2 separate regions of the Sus scrofa genome follow, and region 1 is linked to region 2. Evidence: chromatin contacts called from public Hi-C data. All regions are on one chromosome and are shown on one strand. The core of a region is the stretch at or near the end of the contact, and the rest is flanking DNA. Distances in the headings are between cores, read along the strand shown.

The links. A called contact is a pair of places that touch in the nucleus more often than the background predicts.
Region 1: a Hi-C map of liver shows a contact between it and region 2, with 5 times the contacts expected there. The contact joins the promoter of LOC110255939 here to the promoter of LRRC45 in region 2. A contact is called at or near these places in 3 of 47 Hi-C or Micro-C datasets (liver, mesenteric adipose tissue and subcutaneous adipose tissue) and 1 of 2 datasets of contacts at active chromatin or transcription factors (alveolar macrophages).

What each region holds. Positions count from the first base shown.
Region 1 is chr12:1,156,562-1,159,359 of Sscrofa11.1, forward strand. It overlaps LOC110255939, which reads left to right and starts at 1,488. Exons shown (of 8, transcript XR_002336926.1): 1 at 1,488-2,199. It overlaps GCGR (glucagon receptor), which reads right to left and starts at 673. Exons shown (of 14, transcript XM_021066445.1): 1 at 446-673.
Region 2 is chr12:990,087-992,870 of Sscrofa11.1, forward strand. It overlaps LRRC45 (leucine-rich repeat-containing protein 45), which reads right to left and starts at 1,425. Exons shown (of 17, transcript XM_021066372.1): 1 at 774-1,425; 2 at 263-324. The coding sequence starts at 993. It overlaps CENPX (centromere protein X), which reads left to right and starts at 1,532. Exons shown (of 4, transcript XM_021066397.1): 1 at 1,532-1,664. The coding sequence starts at 1,635.

The DNA.
Region 1 (2,798 bases), core at 238-2,737, 170 kb after region 2:
TCCGAGTGACAGGTGTGGGCCGCTCGGAAGAACGGACCAGGCTGGGTGCTGACGCCCCTCGGCCCCTTGGGGGAAACCTCGCCAGGACACTGCTGGCGCGCTTTGGGGAGCAGGAGGGAGCGGGCTGCCCAGTGCGACCCCTACCCCGCGGCGCCCCTGGGGGTGCCTCTGCGGTTCTGTGTATGCGCTGGGGTAGGGGAACGGGGTGCTAGATGGAGGAGAAGGGAGCGGACAGGGGCAGCAGGACCGAGCGCCCGGCGGCCCCGGGCACCCCGACCCCGTGCCCAGGGGCAGAGGACGGGGAAGCGGCCAGACCCATATCCCTCCCGAACGTGCGGGGCCAGGGTGACGGTCCGAGCCGGAAGGGCGCATCCTGGGGGTGGGAACCGGGTGTCGGATCGGAATGAGGACGGCGACAATCGGGTCCTCGGGGCCGCCCGCTTACTCTTAGAGTCGGCGCCGGCCGGTCCCGCGCTCCCGCCTTCGGCCCGCGGCCGGGAACATGCCCTCGGTGTCCGGCCCAAGGGCTCGCCGCGCGCGGCTCCGGTCGCTCAGCGCCCCCCGCCGTCCTCCGCGCGCTCGGCCGGGGGCTGGCGGCCGCCCGTCTCCGCGGCGCTGCCGGATCAGGGTCGGCGCCAGCTCCGCGCCCGCGCCCCGCGCCAGCAGCGCGCAAACTTTCCGGCGGCGACGCTGGGCCGCCGCGGAGGGGGCGGGGGCGGGGCGGGGGCGGCCCCGGGGCGCGGGGCGGGGTGGGGGGGAGCGGCGCCCCGGAGCCGCTGCCCGCGCCCCCGCGCCCGCTCCTGCCTCGCAGCCTCCTTCCCGCCCGGCCGGCCCCCCGGCCCCGCAACCCAGAGCTCGCTCGGCAGCTCTCCCCGGGGGACCCCGGACGGCGCACTGCAGCTCCCGGCGGGGACTGGAGCCCTGGATGGACAGGTGGGGGGGACAGGTGAGGGGGGCAGGGTGGGGGCTGTGCCTCGGCGCGCCTTCGTCTCGCTCCCTCCGCCTTCTCTGGGCCCCGCGCCGCTTCTTTCCCCGGTGCTGCACTGAATCCTGGAAGGACTGATTCCCTACTTAACCCCGCACCGTGGCTCCTGGGTGACCCGTCCACCGCGTCCAGAGCAGGCTGGACTGGAGTGGGGAGCCCAGGCCAGGCAGGGAGGGCGGCCCCTGGGCTGCCCCTTTAAGCCCAGGTGTCCCGCGTCGTCTCCCTTGAGCCCCCTCCAGCATCGTTCATCCGGCACCCCGCAGAGCCCGACCCCCTACCACCTCCACTGCAGGTCGTGCTGCAAGGGGGGCGCCCTGCTCCTTCCACTCCCGCTCCTTCCCAGACTCCTGCCCCCAGACCCATCCTCGCGAGCCCTCCTCTGCCCACCTCCCCTCATGCCCGAAGCCAGCATCTCAACCGCTGCTTGAGGACCAAGGCCCTTGCACTTCCTCTCCTGCCACCCCTACCCCCCCCCCACGTCTCTTGCTCAGCCTCCAGTGACCTCAGGGTCACCAGACTCCGTGGATACTTGGGGGCCTCATCTTTTCTGGCCTTTCAATATCCGGCGACTTTTTTCTGGAAAGTTCTCCCATGGCTGTGGCTTCCAGGCTGGCACTCCCACTCCTCTGTGCACTGCCCTCTGCTTTCCCTTGAAGAGTCCCCAGGGTTCCACGCGGGTCTCCTGGTGTGCCCCGGCCACGTGCCCAGGGCCCCAGCGGAGCCCCAGCCCCTCAAGCCCCTCCCATCTCTCGGATGCACTTCTTCTGCCCACGCGCCTGCTGGACACCTGGTCCTAAGGTCGCCAGTCCATCACCAGACCCCGACTCTCCCTCTGGGCCACCCTTCCGCCGTCAACCACGGTCCGGCCGCCGTCACGCTGGAATGTCCTCCCTACCCGCCTGTTGGATGCTGACCTTTGTCTTTGGGGCCCTTCTCCCGGCTCTACTTCTGTTTCAGGGGACCTTGGAACCCGTCCAGGGCTCCCCCACCCTCCAGCCCCCAGAGCAGAGGGTGGTCCTGTGCCCTGAGACGCCCTCTGGCAGCTGCCGCTTAGTAACTTGACCTCCGCGTTCCTGCCCTGCTGCTGTCTGAAGGCTCAGGAGGCGGGCAGTCCTGGGGATGCCCTCGAGACCCTCATTCTTACGTGCCCACCTGAAACCCTGCCCCCACAGCTGCTTATCTGTTGTGGTTCAGGCACCGGCCAGAAGGCAAAGGTCAGAGGCAAAGGTCAGAGCGTCTGGCTCTGCTTGCACAGGTGCTGGGGGTGGGGGTAGCTTTCTGACACTGGTGCCCAGGGACCCTCGTCCTCCACCCTCCTCTCCCCTCCCCTCGCACCCTTCTTTTGTTTGTTTGTTTGTTTTTTGTCTTCTTAGGATCATGCCTGTGGCATATGGAGGTTCCCAGGCTAGGGGTCTAATCGGAGTGGTAGCCTCCGGCCTACGCCACAGCCACAGCAGTGCGGGATCTGAGCCTCGTCTGCGACCTACACCACAGCTCACAGCAACCCCAGATCCTTAACCCACTGAGCAAGGGCAGGGATCGAACCCAAAACCTCATGGTTCCCAGTCGGATTCGTTCACCACTGCGCCACGACGGAACTCCTCTCCTCGCGCCCTTCTTCCAGCTCGCCTCCCACCTCTCTAGGGCAGGGCACCCGAGTGGGCAGCACAGATCTGGGTAGGTGCCCCCTACTCTCTCCCCAAGCTTGTGACCTTGGGATCTTGCTGTGATCTTGGCCAGCTTCAGCCTGTGGGGGGGGAATGGGCCTGCTCTGGGTGGCTGGAGAAGAAGCCCCAGGTTCTCGCTGGAAGGC
Region 2 (2,784 bases), core at 175-2,674:
TATGGGCGGGAAGCGCGGAATCCTTTCAGATTCTGCTTTCCCTGACCACAGTGGCCCCCTGATGCAGGCTCTTGGTTTGCTGTGGAATGCTCTGGAACTCACATTCCTGCCCTCAGAACACTGGCACACGTGCAGGAGACTGAGAGTCAGTGCGTACAGACACCATCTCTCGCCGCCATCGGGATCCCCGGGCCCCAGGACAACTGCAGCTTCGCTACTCTCCCTGGCCGGGGGGCAGGGCCCTAAGCGCAGATCCACCCACCTTTAGATCCAGAAACCGCACCACGGTGTTGACACACAGTCCCTGCAGCAACATCGTGGCTCCTGTAAGGGACCAGGACAGTCACTCTCCGCTCCTGGTGGCTCCATCAGGGGCAGCTCCCCAGACGGAGGGAAGGGACGAGGGTCCCCGACCAGCCAGGGTTCATGCCAAAAATGAGTCAGTCGCCCCACTCCTGTGTCAGGTTTGACACGCGGCAGGTGCGGAGTCCGGCTGCAGACCCCCCCCCATGCGGACTCTCCTAAGCCAGCTGGCTGGGGGCGCTAAGGTTTTTTCGCTACAGAGAGATGCTCCCCAGTTTCCCGAGTGAATGCTGCTGCTTGCTTTGACTACAGTGAAGGGGAGACTCCCAAAGAAGAGGACAGGCGGGCCACCGAGCACCAAGGCCTGGGGGTGCTGAGCAGCAGGGCAAACAAGCCCAGGGACGCCGACCCCTGCCCGCCCTTCGAAGCTGCAAGGGCTGCTGTGGCCACTGCGGTCCGTCGGTGCCCACCCTCGTCGCTCAGCATGCAGTCACTCAGGACCAGTTCCGTCAGCAGCGCCTCCTTCTGCAGCAGCTTGCCCAGAGCCCTGCAGGTGTCCAGCGTCAAGCTCTGTGTGGCCAGGTCCAGCCGGCCCCGCAGCAGCCCGTGCAGCCGCTGCAGGACGGCCTCCTGGGGCTCGGCCCCGCTCTCCTTGCACAGCCGGCTGTAGGCGCGCTGGAGCTCCTCCATGAGGGAAGGGCTGGCGGGGCTTCCGGCAAAGCTCCCAGACAGGCCTCACCCGGAGGCGGGGAGGCTGGGGAAGTGGGCTGCTGGCTCCTGCTCCCCTGCCCCAGTCCTTGCTGGCTGTAAGCCTCCCCCTGGGGTCTACGGAGAGCCCCCGACAGCGCAGGGGGGCGCACACAGACCCTACGCCCTCAGCAACCGCGGAATGAGGAGCAAACAGTTGCTTCAACTGGCGGGAGGCCCCGAGAGGGCGGGGGCGGGTGATCCTCGGGGTCGCCGAAGCCCAGGATCCGGGAGGAGGATGCTCTCGGGGGCGGGGCGTCTAGCGGAGGGGCCGCTCCCGCCCCCGCCCCAGGCCTCGCGCCTAGGAACCCCGCCCGCTTGCCGCGGGGGCTGGCGGCCGCGGTGCCCCTCAGTATCCAGGAAGAGCGGGGCGCGCCGGGAAGGCCTGGCGGAAACTACGACTCCCAGGACGCTTTGCGGGGGCGGTGCGCTCGCTTAGGACCAATTAGGGCGAGGGAGTGGGCGCGCGCGGCGACCCCATTGGCTGGGGGGCGCAGGGGCGAGGCTTCAGAAGGCGCGCTACGGGTCGATTGGCTGGAGGCGCGGGGGCCGGGCTTCTGAGAACGCACAACTTGGCGGCGGTCATGGAGGAAAGCGGCACGGGCTTCCGGAAAGTGAGCGAGGGACTGCGAGGCGGGGCGGAGCGGGACGGGCTAGGGGGCTCGGGGAAGGCACTGGGAGCGAGCTCGGGGCCCGGCCCCCTGCGTGAGCCACGTGTGGGCCCTAAACCAGTCCCCGTCCTGCCGGCCGGTACCTTCTAGGGTCGGCCCATTCCCAGAATCGGCCACGACCCCCATCCCGCGCGTACTTAGTCCTCCGTGGCCCGAGTGGGTGGGTCGCTAGGCCGGCAGGCTCGGTTCCCAAACCCTTCGGGCTGTGAGTGGTCTCTGGGTTTCGCTTTGTTGCTCTGCGCTAAGGGTAGGAAGCACTGAGCTTTTGATAGCAGCCCTTTGTGTACCTGGGTGAGGACTTCCTTGTCCAGCCAGCCCCTAGTGGGGGAGTTCTCCCTCTTCACCCTGGATGGCCACTTTGCCCAGGCCTAGAAGGAGTTAATGCGTCAAAGGGGAAATCACTGAGGCTGGGCCCTCCCTGCACTGTAATAGCTGCAGAGGGGAGCACTGGCTGGGCCTCCTTCTTGGGATCCTGGGCAGCTCTGGAGTCCTAGCCCTGAGGCCTCGGGCTAGAGCTGGGGTTGCCGTCATTACCCACGAGCAGGCCTGTCCCAGGCGAGGGGCACGGGGCCGGGGTGGGGGGTTGTGGTCCTCCACACAGAGAGACAGAGGCTGACCAAATCCCAGATCTCATGCTGCCCTTTGCAAGCTTGGGGACCCCCCTCTCCCAGCTGGTGCTGGCTCCTTTAGTTGTCAGGGTAAGCCGGTGCAGCAGCTGCTCCCCAGGTGGCAGCCTGGCTCTTTCAGCTCTTCCCTGGAGTCTGGGATCTAGTGGGGCAGCAGGGCCTTCTGGGCTTTCTTGGTGGGACCAGCAGGTGGCGCCAAGCTCGCGCGCTCACTCTGGGAGGGTGCGCGAGGCCGCTGCGACGCTGCCGCAGGTACGGGCTGCTGCAAGCTCTCACCCTCCTGAGCCCTGGCCGGGGCAAGCTCCGCTCCCCGTCACGCGCGCTGCTCTCCCGCTTTGCTCAGCAGCTCTGGGCGAGGCCGTGCCATCTCCCGTGGACAAGGCTGGAGGCCTGGAGGGTCCCAGCACACCTTGCCTGCACAACACCCCGTCTGGGCT